2 separate regions of the Sus scrofa genome follow, and region 2 is linked to region 1. The links are chromatin contacts, called in public HiChIP or PLAC-seq maps. All regions are on one chromosome and are shown on one strand. The core of a region is the stretch at or near the end of the contact, and the rest is flanking DNA. Distances in the headings are between cores, read along the strand shown. Region 1 holds the start of AJUBA (LIM domain-containing protein ajuba). Region 2 has its middle 31 kb from the start of DAD1.

Region 1 (7,772 bases), core at 1,222-3,721:
GGGGGGGGGTGATGCTGAGAGAAGAGACTGGAGAGGTAGAGAGACCCTGTGAAATACTTTAAAAGTATAGACTCTAATTCAAGGGCAGTGAGCAATCACTGATAGGTTTTAAACAGGGAAATATGATCCTCAGGGTATGAGATGGATGGGAGGGAGAAAGCTTCAGCAGGGAGACTTTTGCAGTGGTCCAGGAGAGAAGAGATGGTGGTGTGTGTGTGTGTGCGTGTGTGCGTGTGTGCGTGCGTGCGTGCGTGCGTGCATGTGTGTGTGTGTGTGTGTGTGTGTGTATGTGTAGTGATGTTGATGAGGGAAGGACAGATTTGAAAGATAATTTGGAAGCAGAATTGACAAGACTTGGTGATAGGCCTTGGTGATAGGATTTGAGGTTAAGGGAGGGGGACATAAGGTCAATATTCAGATTTCTGGCTTAAGTAGCTAAGTGGTTAATGGCGCCATTTGCTCAGGAAATGCTGGAGGAGCCAGTTTTGGGAGGCAGGGAAGGTGAGGTCAGTTTAGGGTGTTGTGTACCTTTGAGACAACCAAGTAGAGGTGCTAGTCGTCAGCTGAGTTTTTAAGTCCAAGAGAGTCTAGGCTAGAGATACGGACTGAGGAGTCATCTGTGTATATAGAGCCTAAAGTCCTGGGGAGGGAGAATAGGGCCTGTGGAGCTCCTGGCTCTAGTTCAGCCTATAGAGTGGTTACCCCGAGGTCATGAGCACTGCTGGCACCTGCCCTATCAGAGTGTCCCCCTTTCACTTGTGTCTGCTTCCTGTCATCCCCTGAACACCCAAGTTCTTGATCCCAACTGTGCCTACTACTGCCACTACCAGCTCCCGGATGGGCCTCCTTTAATGGCATCTCAACTTTTCATAAGATTTACTCTCCCATTCTAACGCCAAAGGAGCAAAGCTCCCAAATGTTAGAAAATGTAGGTAATTGGAAGGAAGCATCCAGGTTCTCCTTCCCCATGGGGAGACAGGAAAGGAGGGAGAAGCTTATGGCTGATTCTGAAGATGGCACGCAACAGCAGGTTCTGGATGCAACCTGAGAGCTCCCCTGGGTTACTAATGCTTTCAGTCCTCCTTGCTTCCACCCTAAGAGTAAACTCTCCTCTGGATCAGAGAGATGCTGTAGCCCTGACCAGGGAAAGAGGCTGATTCTCAGGAGAGATGAGGGCAGGGAGACAATGCAGCTAGGGCAGAGAAGCCAAACAGTTTGTGCCAAATTAATTTCCCCAAAGATATTAACCTCCTTTCCTTCCCCTTTCCCTAAGGCCACACTAAGATTGTAAAAGGTGTTCAGAATGTTGAAGTGAAAATAATATGCATGATTTGTTTGCATATAATTTTCATACTAATTTACTATCCAAATGCAAAGGAGTTATTTTCCCTCTCCATTTTCCCCCACACCCTACCCCATGCCCCTGATGTGCTGGTCTGGGCAAAATCCATTGGCTGATATTTAATCAGGTATGTTCAGCTTCAGCCAGGGCTTCCTCTTTTCCTTATTCTTGAGCCTCCTAGTATGGCCAGGATTGGCCTCTTTTGCTTTTCCACCTTGATCATTTTCACTTGCTATCTCTTCTAAAGAACATATTTTTTCTTCCGCTTAAGTTGATACTTACTCTTTATCACCAATCTCCTGTGGGCCAACCAAGGGCGAGGCCTTTGCTACCCCTAAAAACCAGGCCTTCTATCCCCAGTCACCAGAAATAGTTGCTAAAAATCTCATTTCCCAACACCAGGGGGTGTCTATCGATCCCTCTATCAGCCCTACCCTGAAGGTAGAGATTAGTCCCAAGCCTTTTTCTCTCTCCTTTCACACACACACTCTAAAACTCCCTCCCTCCAACTGCAGAGTTTTGGATTCAGAAAGTTGTCTTTGCATTGCAGCTTATCTGTTTGTCTCTCATTCTCTCTGGATTCGCACAAATTTGTCTTTTTCTTGGCCTATTCAGCCTTCGGTCTCTGCAACACCCGCGATCGATCCCCTTTGGTCTGCTCTCTTTCTTTCCATACCTGTCTTCCACAACCTCTCTATAAGGGCTTCCTCGCTCTGAACCTCTCTGTGTATCTACATTTCTTTTCTCTCCCTGTCTCACTATTTCTGTATCAGTCCCTCCTCATCTCTCCAGCAGTCCTCATACTAGGAACAAAGTCACGGTGTTTGCGCAGAACAAGCCTCGCGTCGCCGGGTCCCGGGCCGCGACATTCCACGGTGCCCCTCCGCGCATTCCAACTACAAACAAAGAGTTCCCCTCCCCTCCCCCACTTTTTCCTGTCCCAATTCTTGAGTGGTGTAGTAGCTATTGCCCAAACTGCCCCTCGCCCTTTTTTAGCCGTCAGTCGGCGGATCTCCAGTTCCAGGACAGTTGGCACCAGCACCCGCTCTCCCCTCCTCCGGCGCACCAGATTCCTGCGCCGACACCCCTGTTTCTTTCGCACTCAGCGCCCCGCCCCTCCAGGAAAGTAGATCCGGCCAGGCAGACAAAAGTTTGGGAGAGAAGTTGGGTCCGTGCTGAGTGTGAGAGCGAGGGGGGCGGGGGCCGGGGAGAGTGGGGCTGCCGGGTGAGTCGGCTCGTGAACAGATAGACCTGCGGAAGGCACAGCCACGGCCGTCGGCCCTTCTAGCCTTGCTTAACCCCTGATGCGCGGGGGGACGCAACCCCTGTCGCTGGGGGATGCTGCGGGATTCTTGGCGCGGGGCATCCAGGCCACCCGCTAAATCCCGGTGCCTATCCTGTGCCCCCGGGGAACCCGAGTCCAGCCGCAGGGAGAGAGAAGCGGCCACCGAGACGCTGCAGGGTGCCGGGCGGGGAGGGGGCTGGAGTCCCCAGGCCCGAGGGCATGGAGCGATTAGGGGAGAAAGCCAGTCGCCTGCTAGAGAAGTTAAGACTCTCGGACTCCGGCAGCGCCAAGTTCGGCCGCAGAAAGGGTGAATCTAGCCGGTCTGGGTCTGATGGGACCCCCGGGCCGGGAAAGGGGCGTCAGAGCGGATTAGGGGGACCTAGGAAATCAGGGCCCCGTGGAGCTACTGGGGGACTTGGGGATGAGCCGTTGGAGCCAGCCCGGGAGCAAGGCCCCCTGGATGCTGAGCGGAACCCCCGCGGCTCCTTTGAGGCGCAGCGCTACGAAGCCTCCTTTCCCGGGGTGCCACCTCCCACCCGGGCCTTGCCTCTACCTCAGTCATTGCCCCCTGACTTTCGGCTGGAGACCACGGCCCCAGCCCTAAGCCCCCGCTCCAGTTTTGCCAGTAGCTCAGCCAGCGACGCGAGCAAGCCGTCCAGCCCCCGGGGCAGTCTGCTGCTGGACGGGGCGGGGGCTGGTGGAGCCGGAGGTAGCCGACCCTGCAGCAATCGTACCAGCGGCATCAGCATGGGCTATGACCAGCGCCACGGCAGTCCTCTGCCTGCCGGGCCTTGCCTGTTTGGCCCACCCCTGGCTGGGGTTCCGGCAGGCTATTCCTCCGGAGGGGTGCCGTCCGCCTACCCCGAGCTCCACGCTGCCCTGGACCGACTGTGCGCTCATCGGCCGGCCGGATTCGGCTGCCAGGAAAGCCGCCACTCATATCCCCCGGCCCTGGGCAGCCCGGGAGCTCTTGCCGGAGCTGGAGTAGGAGCGGCTGGGCCCTTGGAGAGACGAGGGGCGCAACCCGGACGACACTCGGTGACTGGCTACGGGGACTGCGCCGCTGGCGCCCGATACCAGGATGAGCTAACAGCGTTGCTGCGCCTGACAGGGGGCACAGGTGGGCGAGAAGCCGGCGCCCGCGGGGAACCCTCGGGAATTGAGCCGTCGGGTCTTGAGGAGCCGCCGGGTGCGTTCGTTCAGGAGGCTGCCCGGACCCGGATACGGGAGCCGGAGTCCAGAGAAGACTACTTTGGTGAGTGAGAGAAGTGGTGAGGGACGGGGAGGGACCCGTCACCGCATTTGGTTCCCCTCTGCCCCGACGGCCAAAACTGCCTGCGCCAGGAGGTCGGAGGCAGAGACTCAGGGCTAGGAAAGAGGCAAGAGAAGAATTCCCTTCCCACTGGGTTTCAGATGGACCACAGGCACCCTATTCCTGCTAAATTCACCCCCTCCCTGTGTGATCTCCAGTTCCTCAAGCTTTAGAGCCTGGGTTTTTCTCGGTAGGAGGCCTCGTAGGGAGGGGACCAAGTGGGGCCGTGAGAGCATCCCCCATCTTGCTACCCCCTCGGCGGTGGTGCCCCTGCAGGCTCCTGCGCGCCGCGCCCCCACCCGGGCCCAGGCTCCGCCCGCAGGAATTCGGGGAATGCGCGGGTGGGGGGCGGGGCGGGCGGGCAGCGTGCGTGCCGGCTCCTGCCCGGGCGCTCCAGGTGCCCGCGGGCGGGGCCGGTCGCGCGGCGCAGGGCGGAGGTGAGGTGCAGGGGGTGGGGGAGCTGCCTCCTAACACGCGCGGAGCTGTGGCTGCCGCGGTCGGGGATATGGAGCCCGAGGAAAGAATGAAAGCCCTGGGACGAAAAGCAGGGACCCTACTGCTGACCGGCCCCGGACCTGCTGGACCTGCTGGCCGGGTGCCTGCGTGGGCATTTAAGAGCTGGTGGCTTCAGATTCTATTTTCCCCATCCTCCGGAAGTCAGGGCAGAAGTCTTGGCCACCCGGACAGCATCACCCGTGGATGGTTGACGAATGTGTAAAATTGCCAGAAATAACCTGGCCTTCGCATCTGGCCATAACCCGCTCAGAATTCAGGCACGAAGTAGCCCCTTACTTCCTGCTGCTAAAGAAACTTGACCGCTACCTTTCGCCCCCACGCAGTTACCTTCCAGAAGTATTAATTGATCATATGTCTCAGCTATGGAGGGAGGCTGGAGGCAGTGGGATCTTGAACCATCTTTCAGCCAAGACCCACAAGTACCACATCACTATATTAAAACAACCAGCTAATCTGATTGTGACAGGAAGTACAGGAAGTAGAGGCCTCACCCCCAGGGCAGTGGGTCTCTAAAGTGTTCGCATCATCTTCTCACCTTTCTCACCATCCATGTTCCTGCCCTGGGCCCCATGTTCTAGAACTCTGTGGCTAGAAATATAAATAGGGAGAGGAACCCAGCCAGGGAAGGAAAGTTGGAGAAGAGGTTCAGAGGTAACAGGGCTGCCGACTGGAAGGGCCTGCCAAGTTCAACTCCATTTCCCCCCCCCCCACTCCACCCCCACCCGAAAGGGACAGCCCAGAGCAGATGATGCCTTGGTCAAGGGAGACTAAGTGACAGGATCCTTTTAGCAGTTTCCTTTTGAGGCCCTGGAGAAGTGGCTGATGGGTGGAAAGATGTTTCAACTAAGCCATCAGAACCAAAAGGGAGGATCTGGGAGAAATTGCAGTAAAATGGCAGGTAGAGCCTAGGTGTGGATATGCTGGGTTAGAGGAGGTGATCGGACACGCCTGAGCAGTTGGCTTGCCCAAGATGTCCAAGGCTTTCCAAAGAAATGGCTCTGGGAGTTCCCATCATGCTCAGTGGTTAACGAACCTAACTGGTATCCATGAGGACGCGGGTTAGAGCCCTGGCCTTACTCAGTGGGTTAAGGATCCTGCGTTACCATAACCTGTGGTGTAATTTGCAGACGTGGCTCAGATCCTTTGTGGCTGTGGCTGTGGCTGTGGTGTGGGCTGGCAGATACAACTCTGATTGGACCCCTAGCCTGGGAACCTCCATATGCCATGGGTGCGGCCCTAAAAAGACAAAAAGAAAAAAAAAAAGAAAGAAAAAAGAAATGGCTCTGACAGGGCCCCCTGCATGGCAGTCTTGGGGCAGAGCTCCCTTCCCCTGGGGAAGCCACATTTTGACCCTGGTGTGTGTGTCTATGGGGGGCTCCTCTCCCTGGGGGCCAGGTGGCCTCCTCTGATAGGACCCTCAGCTTGACTGTACCCTCCTCCTCCTGCCCCTAGTAGGGGCCCTCTTCTTTGGCTGCAGCCTTGCCCAGCTGCCAGAGGGCGGGAGCAGGACAGGCCTGGGCCCATCAGCCGCTGCAGCTGCCGCACGGGCTCCCAAGCCCCTGGGCAAAGACTGGGATGGGCCCCAACAGGCAAGGAGTGTGGCAGTGTGCCGAGGGGGGGAGAGGTGGGGCGGCGGGGTGAGTCGGGCCCGTTGGGATCTGCTCCCCAAAGACAGGCTCTAGCCCTCACTCATGGGCCTGGAATTGGGGAGTGGAGGGAGGGAGGAACACACCCAGGAAAGGCGGGCGCCACAGCCAGGTGTTGCGTATTTTAGGGGGGATGTCAGGGAAGACTGTTTGGGCTCTGTTCCTCCTGTGGTAGAAGATGGCAGCGAGACATTAGGGGTTCTGCTGCCCTTCCCCCCTCCTCTGCCACCCTCAGTCCCTGGAACACACCCTGCATTCTCAGCAGTCACCTCCCTAGAGGAGTCACACACACTCGGTCCCCTCTGCACAGGGCTCTCTGCTGAGCCAGATCCTACTTTCCATCTTTGGAAGCCTAGAGGTACAGAAAGGTCATTCTGTGGCTGAACAGCCGCAGTCGATTTTACAGATGGGGAAACTGAGGACCCTGGGAGGCTCTCTGGGCCTGGCCTGCTTTCTCTAGGAGGTTTTTTCCAGTCTGCCACTGGGCCCTTACGGACTCATCTCTCTGACTGTCCCACACAGTGCAGCTGGGATCACAGGGCTCCCAGGCAAGGGTCTGTTTAGTCTTTTCTCCTCAACATAAACCAAGTATCTGAAGTCCAGGGATCATATCTTTGACTTTCTCCAATTTTCCTCAGTATGGGCACGATGTTTTTGCTAGGCATTAAATAGATATTTAGAAAAGACCTGTTAATGGAATTCCCATTGTGGTGCAGCAAAAACAAATCCGACTAGTAACCATGAGGTTGTGAGTTTGAAACCGGCCCTCGCTCAGTAGGTTAAGGATCTGGCGTTGCCGTGAGCTGTGGTGTTAGGTCGCAGATGCGGCTCGGATCCTGTGTTGCTGTGGCTGTGGTGTAGTCTGGCAGCTGTAGCTCCGATTCGACCCCTAGCCTGGGAACCTCCATATGCCGCGGGTGTGGCCCTAAAAAAGAATAGGGAAAAAAAAAATACCTGTTGATTAGTCAGTAAACAAGTATACGTTGGCCCAGCCGAGACCACGATATATCTCATCTCCTCTCTCTTCCCAGAAGGGAGCCCATCAAAAGGAGGCTGCAACGGGTGGTCCTCTGCCGTCAGGAACCATGAAAACTCCCTGGTTTTGAGCAAGGGGAGCGGGGTGTGATGCTCACAACCTCTTCTCTCTTCTCAGGCACCTGCATCAAGTGCAACAAAGGCATCTACGGGCAGAGCAACGCCTGCCAGGCCTTGGACAGCCTATACCACACCCAGTGCTTTGTTTGCTGCTCCTGCGGTGAGTGAAGGCCCCGTGAGTGAAGGCCCCCACCTGACCAGACCTTCTTCGAGACCAGGGCCTGAGGCCCCAAGCCCTCCCCGCACATTCGCACTCCCAAGTGCCCAGGGCAAGCAGGGCTTGTGCCTCTTCATTTGCTAGCCTGGTCCCCACCTTCTCTCTTGCGGCCCTTCTCTGTGCTCTACCTGGCTCTCCCGCCCACTCCCCTGTGTTGGGTCAGCCTGTTGGAGTCAGCCCTCCCTTTTAGCCTCTTCCCTCCGCTCTGTTCCTCCCTCTTTCTTCTGCCTTCCTGCTTGCCCAGCCTGGACTCCCTCCCAGCCCTCCGGCCTCTCCTTCGTGGGGTTTGGTCTTGGGCAGTTGCCTGGGGCGACAGTGAAAGACTGGAATGTGGGAAGGGCGGGGTGGGCTGGGGGAGT
Region 2 (7,058 bases), core at 2,536-5,035, 400 kb after region 1:
CTGCCAGCCTACACCACAGCCACAGCAATGTGGGATCCTTAACCCACTGAACGATGGTAGGGATCGCACACATGTGCTCATGGTTGCTAATCAGGTTCATTAACTACTGAGCCATGGTGGGAACTTAGCACCTGAACTTTAAGATAAATTAGTTGAAAACTGGGAATAATAGTAATTTTATCAAGGAAGACATTACAGTTTTCAGAGGGTTGTTGTTTTTTTTTTGGCTGTGCTTGGTGCATGTGGAAATTCCTGAGCCAGGAATGGAACCCACACCACAGCAGTAACAACACCAGATCCTGAGCCATAGCAGTGACATCATTGGCTCCTTAACCCACTGAGCTACTATGGAACTCCTTCAGAGCTTTTAGTACACAGATTTTGTTTAATGTCTGCCAATGATCTTGAGATACATGAGGCAGATACTAAGCTCCCACTTATTGGGTTATTAGGTGATTTGTCCAAACCAGTGACCATCATTGGAAAACATTCATCTCTGGTATGTCTTCTCATCATTTGCTATAGGCAGTTTTTGGTATCTTCAGTTTAGATTTAGTTGAAAACTCATTACAACTCGTTTTTAGGCTTCTGTTCACTTGCTCAGTGGTTCTCTGTATGCAGAAGAGTTAGCTGCAAAACCATTCGAATTTGAAAAAATGCTTTACTCCACAGCCTGCTAATTGAGTTTCTGATTCTTAGGTCTTTTTTTTTTTTTTTTAGCTGAAATTAGTTAAACTCATGGTAGATGAGGGGGTACTGAACCAGGATGGGTAATCTTTTCATGTGACGCCTCTGATGGTCTCTGGATCTCTCCTTCTACCAGCTGGGGTGTGATGGTGCCTCCATGGGCCTTACACGTGGGTGCCTAGTGCTGCATGCTGAAAGAGTGGATTATGAGTACCATGGCACAGAGTAAGCTAAATCCTAGCCTAACTGTTGCCTCTAGCTCAGTGCCTTTATGGGGTGAGTTTATTTTTATTTTCTGTGCTCTTTTGTGGGGCCGGAAGCCATTTGCCACAAGCACTGTACATGGTCTGTTCCCTGCCATTCTTTGCAGTGACGGAAGCTCGGCCCTCAGCACCTCCTGCCCACACATTTCCTGCGCCCTATCGCATGGAAAGCATCTCTTGTGTTTTCTTCTTTTAGCAGCCAATACCTTTGGCCTCTTTGATCATATCCTTTTCATCTTAGGCTTCAAAACATTTTTGTTATGATAATTGAAAATGCTTGAGGAGGTCAGAGAGGCCTGCTCTCTGGTTTTAGAGGCTCAGCAAACCAGCGCTGGTGGTTGCCAGGGGCTGGGGAGCTTGCCTACGAACTCGGTGTGACCCTGTCCTCACATCTGGACTGGCAGCTCTGAACATTTAAAATTTGAGTGCTATGTAACTTTCTGATGATATTTAATTTAAAAAAATTGAATACAAAAAATAGATTTTTCCTGCATGAGAAAACACAGAACAGGATCTCAAATGAGGGAGTAAGAAAAAAGAAGGAGGACTTTGGAGGAGCTAAAAAAAAAGTATTTTATTTGCTTAGGTTGAATTAATAAGTGGGCTCAAGCTTATGCAAAACTTGTCAGTGGGATGAAAAAAAAGGTGTATTTTCGAAAAAGTACTTTGCCGGACCTGAAGGTGTGTTTATTCAAGGACCTGCTCTGCCACTTAACTGTTGACCTGTGGGCCTCTGGTCTCTAAAAGTTAGCCAATAGTTAGGCACCCAGGCACTGAGCTACGGAGGGCTCGATGTTAAGGAAGAGAAGACACAGGCCTGTGGTCCAGGAGTGAGGAGCTACTGCTGAGTGTCTACCCTGTGTCTGACTTGGTATCATGGGTCCTGTCATTTGCCCTGTCTTCACGTCTCCTGTCACCCCAGGAGGAGGGAGGTCATGGTCTCCTTTTCTAGATGAGGAAATGGAAACTCAGACCGCAGGTGTTAGGGTTCGAGTCTTATTTCTGTCTGATTCCAAAGCATTTGGGTTAGGCTTTGAATGAGAAAAATGGTAGAATAAACATGGGGATAATAATACTTCACACTGTTGTCCCAACAAAATGGACGTGAAAGTACCTTGTTAATGGAACTGCTCTACAAATATACTGGTACCCTCAGAGCTGTTGCCAGAAACTCGGAGAACTGTCTACATGTATTGCTTTTCTCCCTCAGCTGCATGGCCAGTTTTCTTGGCTCTCAGCTAAAGGACTGTGGTGAGCACTATCAGGTCTTCCTTTTTCCCCAGAGAGAGAGAGATCCTGAGGGATCCTGAGACACCCTGGGGTCTGCTATTCAGACCTGCTCTGCCTTTTTTTTTTTTTTTTTTTTTTTTTTTTACGTTTTACTGAAGTACAGTTTTTTATTTTATTTATTTATTTATTGTCTTTTTAGGGCCTCACCCGTGGCAAGTGGAAGTTCCCAGGCTAGGGGTCAAATCAGAGCTGTAGCTGTAGGCCTATGCCACAGCCACAGCAATGTGGGATCCGAGCCATGTCTGCAACCTACACCACAGCTCATGGCAATGCCAGATCCTTAACCCACTGAGTGAGGCCAGGGATCAAACTTGCGTCCTCATGATTGCTAGTCAGATTCGTTTTCCACAGAGCCACAACAGCAACTCTCTGTGGCTGATTTATAATGTTGTGTTAATTTCTACTGTATGGCAAAGTGAGTCAGTTATACATATACACACATCCATTCTTTTCCAGATTGCTTTCCCCATATTGATTATCAGAATATTAGGCAGAGTTCCCTGTGCTACGCAGCAATTCTAATCATTCCATGTGTCACAGCGTGCATGTGCCAGTCCCAAGCCCCCAGGCCATCCCACCCACCACCTGTCCCCTTTGGTAGCCATAAATCTGTCTTAAAATCTTTGAATCTTTCTGTTCTGCAAATAAGTTCATTGGTGTCTTTTTTTTTTTTTTTTTTAAGATTTCACATATAAGTGATCTGATGTTTGCCTTTGACTAACTTCACTTAGTATGATAATCTCTAGGTCTATCTGTGTTACTCTGTCTTTAAATTCCAGGAATGAACAACTTTGTTTTTTAACGTTTTATTGTTGAAAATTTCACACACACACATGCATGTCAGTAGAGAAACGGGCGGATACTCAATATTCAGCTTCAACAATTATCAACGTTTTACCCCAATCTAGTTACATGGTATTAATAAGAGACATCTGGTGGGGAAGTGTCTTCCTACTGCTGCATTGTTGAGCTTAAAGTTTGAGTGCCTACTCTCCCAGGTCCTAGAGGAGCAGAGGTGATCAGACAAAGTCACCTCCCTTTCTGAGCCTTTTGTTTTAGTTGGGAAGAGAGCCAAATGAGCACATAAAAAGAATTGTGTTGTTACAAGTGGGGTCAAGGAAATAAACTATGAAGTGATCGCAAGTGGGGATGGGGAGGAGGCTTCTTTTGTTTGTTTGTTTTGCTTTTTAGGGCCACACGCAAAGCATATGGAGTTCCCAGGCTAGGGGTCAAATTGGAGCTACAGCTGCCGGCCCATACCACAGCCACAGCAATGTGGGATTCGAGCCATGTCTGTGACCTACACCACAGCTCACGGCAACGTTGGAGTCCCGACCCATTGAGCGAGGCCAGGGATTGAACCTGTGTCCTCATGGATACTAGCTGGATTCGTTTCCACTGCACCACAGCGGGAACTCCGAGGGAAGGAGGCTTCTAACACACCTTGGCAGGGAAAGACCTTTCAGGGACCAGAGTGTATCTAGACATTACTTCCGTAACTCACCGCCATGTGATTGAGTAGCAGGAGTTTGCTTGTGCAGAAAGTATTGCCTCAGGCGATGACTAACATCGACAACATTTACTAAGGGAGTGTCTCCTTAAGCGGACAGGGCTCTGTTTTGCCATTTTACTCTAATCTTAAAGGGCCATCAAGGAGGGACAGAGTCACAGAAGAGGGAAGGGACATCCAAACAGAATGTAAGAAAGCAGTCTTGGGGGCTGGGGGCATTCCTGAGACCCTCATCCGTTCCTGCTCCTTCCTTTATGGTGGCTGCATCTGGGGCCACCTGGGACTTGGGAGTCCACGAGGCTTGGGGGAAAGCCTGAGTTGCCCAGTCTAGTGCTGATGAGGGCCTAGTTCACTGTGATGGCAAGTAAGCCACTTCACCTGTTTCCCCATATGTGAAAGGGGGAGAGAACCTCTGCCTCCTGCTTAGCTTTCCTGTGATTGTGTTTGCTTTGGTTTTGTACAGACATGCCAAATTCTTCATAAAGATTCCAGATAGGGATGTCGCCCCACCCATGCCTCTTGGTAAATCACTGGAATAACTTGGGTTGGCAAGGAGAAGCAAGGACGCCCTAGAGTTAGCTAAAAATAGTGTCTTGCCGTCTCCACTGGAAAGAAGTCCTTGTGCGTGTTAACCCCGTTTCCTCCCATCCAGGCTGAAAGCTTGAAGTGGAGACCACTTACTGACCACTCTCTGAACCACATCTACTTCAATGCGCTTAGGTCCTGCCAAGCTTGTCTCACGTTTATATGCTCTTCCTTTAATAGTTTCTTTTTTTTTCCTTGGCTGAATTTTGTGTGGGTGGTTCAGGGAAAGGGTAGACAAGCGCCCTTTCTGCTTTTCAGTGGGATTTTTGAAAGAATTTGAAAATGAGAGGGCTCTCTTTCCTGGATCCTATTGCTTCTGGAATGGGAGCACGCCCGCATTTCTGAAGCAAACATGAATGGGCTGCCCTCTTCCCAAAAGTGGTGAGCCCCCTGGAACCATGTCGGGTGTTCTGACCTGAGAAGCTGGCTGTCCATGGAAGCTGCCCGCAGAGGGTGGTCTGCCTTCCTGCTTTCAGACCTTGTGTTCTGCCAAGGCTCAAAGGGGGCCATTTTGAAGGCAGAGAGCCCCCCAGAGGGTAGGAAGGGAGAAAGAAAGCGCAAGTTCAGGGATGTTGCAGTGAGAGGAGTCTGGGTGGCTTGGAGTTGACTTTTGTCCGATTACAGCCTTGCCAATGTCTCCTGGTTCTGTAATTTCCCCTCCATCAAGCTCTTTCAGAAGCTGGAAGCTGTGGAGGGGCAACAAAATGCACACGATGGTGTAACCAGAAGCCCCTGACGCCATAATGAAGGGAGAAGTGGCCATTCACTATGTGCAACAGTGATGCACTGGTGGGGCCGGGACCCCTAAGCTCACCTGGGTGCTGGCCTAGTGAGGCAGCGGCCCCACTTTATCTCAGCATGTGGTCCAGCCTGACCCAGCCCCGCTGACCCGCAGGATCTCTGGTTCATCTTTCTGGGCATTCCCTTATATTTGCATTTGAGATTACTGAGCTGAAACTACGTGTGTGTTAATGGGAGCAGTATTTTATTGAGATGTAATTTACATATGCTGAAATGCACAAACTTTAGGCATGCAGTTGGACTCGTTTTGACATGTGTATACACCTGTGTCCATCACCCAAATCAAGATGCAGAACGTTTCTACCACTTGGAAGGTTCCCTCTTGCCCTTTCCAGTCAGTCCTACCCCAGAGGCATCCACTGTTCCATTTCCATCACTGGTGATTAGTTTTGCCTGTTCTTGCCCTTCATCTGTGTGGAGTCATATAGTTGTACAGCGGCTGAGTCCCTGGAGCCTGGCCTGCGTCTGATGCTTGGCATGTATGCACTGTGAGAGGAGCCTTGGATCTTAAACTACCTGGTGAGAGAGCACTGACCGCCATGGGGAAACATGCTGTGGGTAGTGAGTTGCCCCCAGGGCGCAAGATTGGGGGCAGAGTGGATTCTGGCCACCAGCCCAGGCTCCTGGATTCTGAATCCAAATCTCTCACCAGGATCCCAGGGGGCTCATGCAGCCCCTCCCTGGGGACTCCCTTCCAGGGCTATGTATGGGGGAGCCCGGTGATCCTGGACAGGTAGTGCCCCCTGCTGTCTGCGGGGCAGACCCTGCACTCTCTCCTCCTTGGGATGTGACAGGATCACGTGGGCCAGAGACCAGTGCAGTAATAGTCTAATTAAAGGTAGGGGATCGGCTTCTGGAATGAGGTCTCTTTCCTTTTATTTTCCTCTGAAAAAGGTTTTTCCAAGCGACAGGGGCTTTCCTTTCTCAAAATAAACAGATTAAGTAAGAAGAGGCCTCTTTGGTGGAGCGCTGCTGCCCCCACGTGGGTGATTGGGGACACTACCATAGAGCAGGACTCCAAAGCCCGGCGTTGTTGGGGGTCTCAGGTTCCGGTCCTCTTTCTGGGGTTCCCCATCTCCTGGCCGCCTGAATTCTGGTGTCCTTGGTATCTGAGAGGCAGCTGTCCATCAGGGCTATTACCCAGGACTTCAACCTGGACCTGGGGTGTAGTTCTTCACTGGAGAACCAGCCCCAGCAGCTGTGGATGGACAGATATGGCCCCTGGGGAGGATGGGCTGGAGCTAAGCCTCGAGGACCTGGCCTGTATTAAGCAAGAGTTTAATCAAGGGCGATCAAGATTTGATCTTAGGGCTTGCTAGGGCGGCGGGTCTGGGATGGGGGTGCGTCTCTTCAGTGGGGTGTGCAGCACCTCCCCAGCCTGCTCGTGGGTCTCCAGGGCCCCACCAGCCCCTCCCAGCTCCTCCCAGCTCGACGCCTTCCTGTCGCACCTGCGGTCTGGGTGGTGTAACGGCCCAGCCCTCTGGCCCCGGCACGTGGCCTGAGGCGATGCTATCTCTAAGTCGGTATTTTTAACTTTTTTTTCCAGAGGATGTGGCTTCTGTGGGAGAGCTTCAAAGGGTGCCCCATTTGCCCCTCGCGGCCGCCATGACGTCATGGAAATGGGAGGGGCCGTCCCAAGCCCCCAAACACCTGCACGGAAGTGGGAGACTTTTTCCACTTCCTGTCCTACTTCTGGCTACTGACTCAATGTCTGACCTGCTTATTAATTTCAAAATATAGCACTCCCAGTAATACTCAGAGGAAACCTTACTCATGTGTGTCTGGGTGAACAGAGGCCTGAATCCCAGGTGGCCTTACCCAGAGGCAGACACTGGCCGTCGCCTTGGCTACACAGTGTACTTATTAAAGAGGAGCAGCACCCAGTCTCCACGTGGCTTGCTCCCTGCCCCCAGACCCACCCC

Evidence for each region. HiChIP or PLAC-seq counts read pairs in DNA pulled down with a chosen protein or histone mark.
Region 2: an H3K27ac HiChIP or PLAC-seq map of alveolar macrophages shows a contact between it and region 1. The contact joins the enhancer-like site here to the promoter of AJUBA in region 1. A contact is called at or near these places in 3 of 5 promoter capture datasets (fetal liver, fetal skeletal muscle and liver), 4 of 47 Hi-C or Micro-C datasets (embryonic fibroblasts, heart right ventricle, mesenchymal stem cells and 1 more) and 2 of 2 datasets of contacts at active chromatin or transcription factors (alveolar macrophages and skeletal muscle).

What each region holds. Positions count from the first base shown.
Region 1 is chr7:76,060,538-76,068,309 of Sscrofa11.1, forward strand. AJUBA (LIM domain-containing protein ajuba) reads left to right here and starts at 2,472. Exons shown (of 8, transcript XM_021099246.1): 1 at 2,472-3,882; 2 at 7,255-7,356. The coding sequence starts at 2,847. It overlaps C7H14orf93, which reads left to right. Exons shown (of 7, transcript XM_021099247.1): 7 at 1-1,340.
Region 2 is chr7:76,459,251-76,466,308 of Sscrofa11.1, forward strand. No RefSeq gene overlaps it. Among named protein-coding and RNA genes, the nearest start is that of DAD1, 31 kb to the left of the region's middle. Within about 2 kb of position 3,786, at least 25 of the 83 cell types and tissues checked have an H3K27ac peak or open chromatin away from gene starts, as enhancers often do. A contact at or near this core is called in alveolar macrophages, embryonic fibroblasts and retroperitoneal adipose tissue, where this site is marked.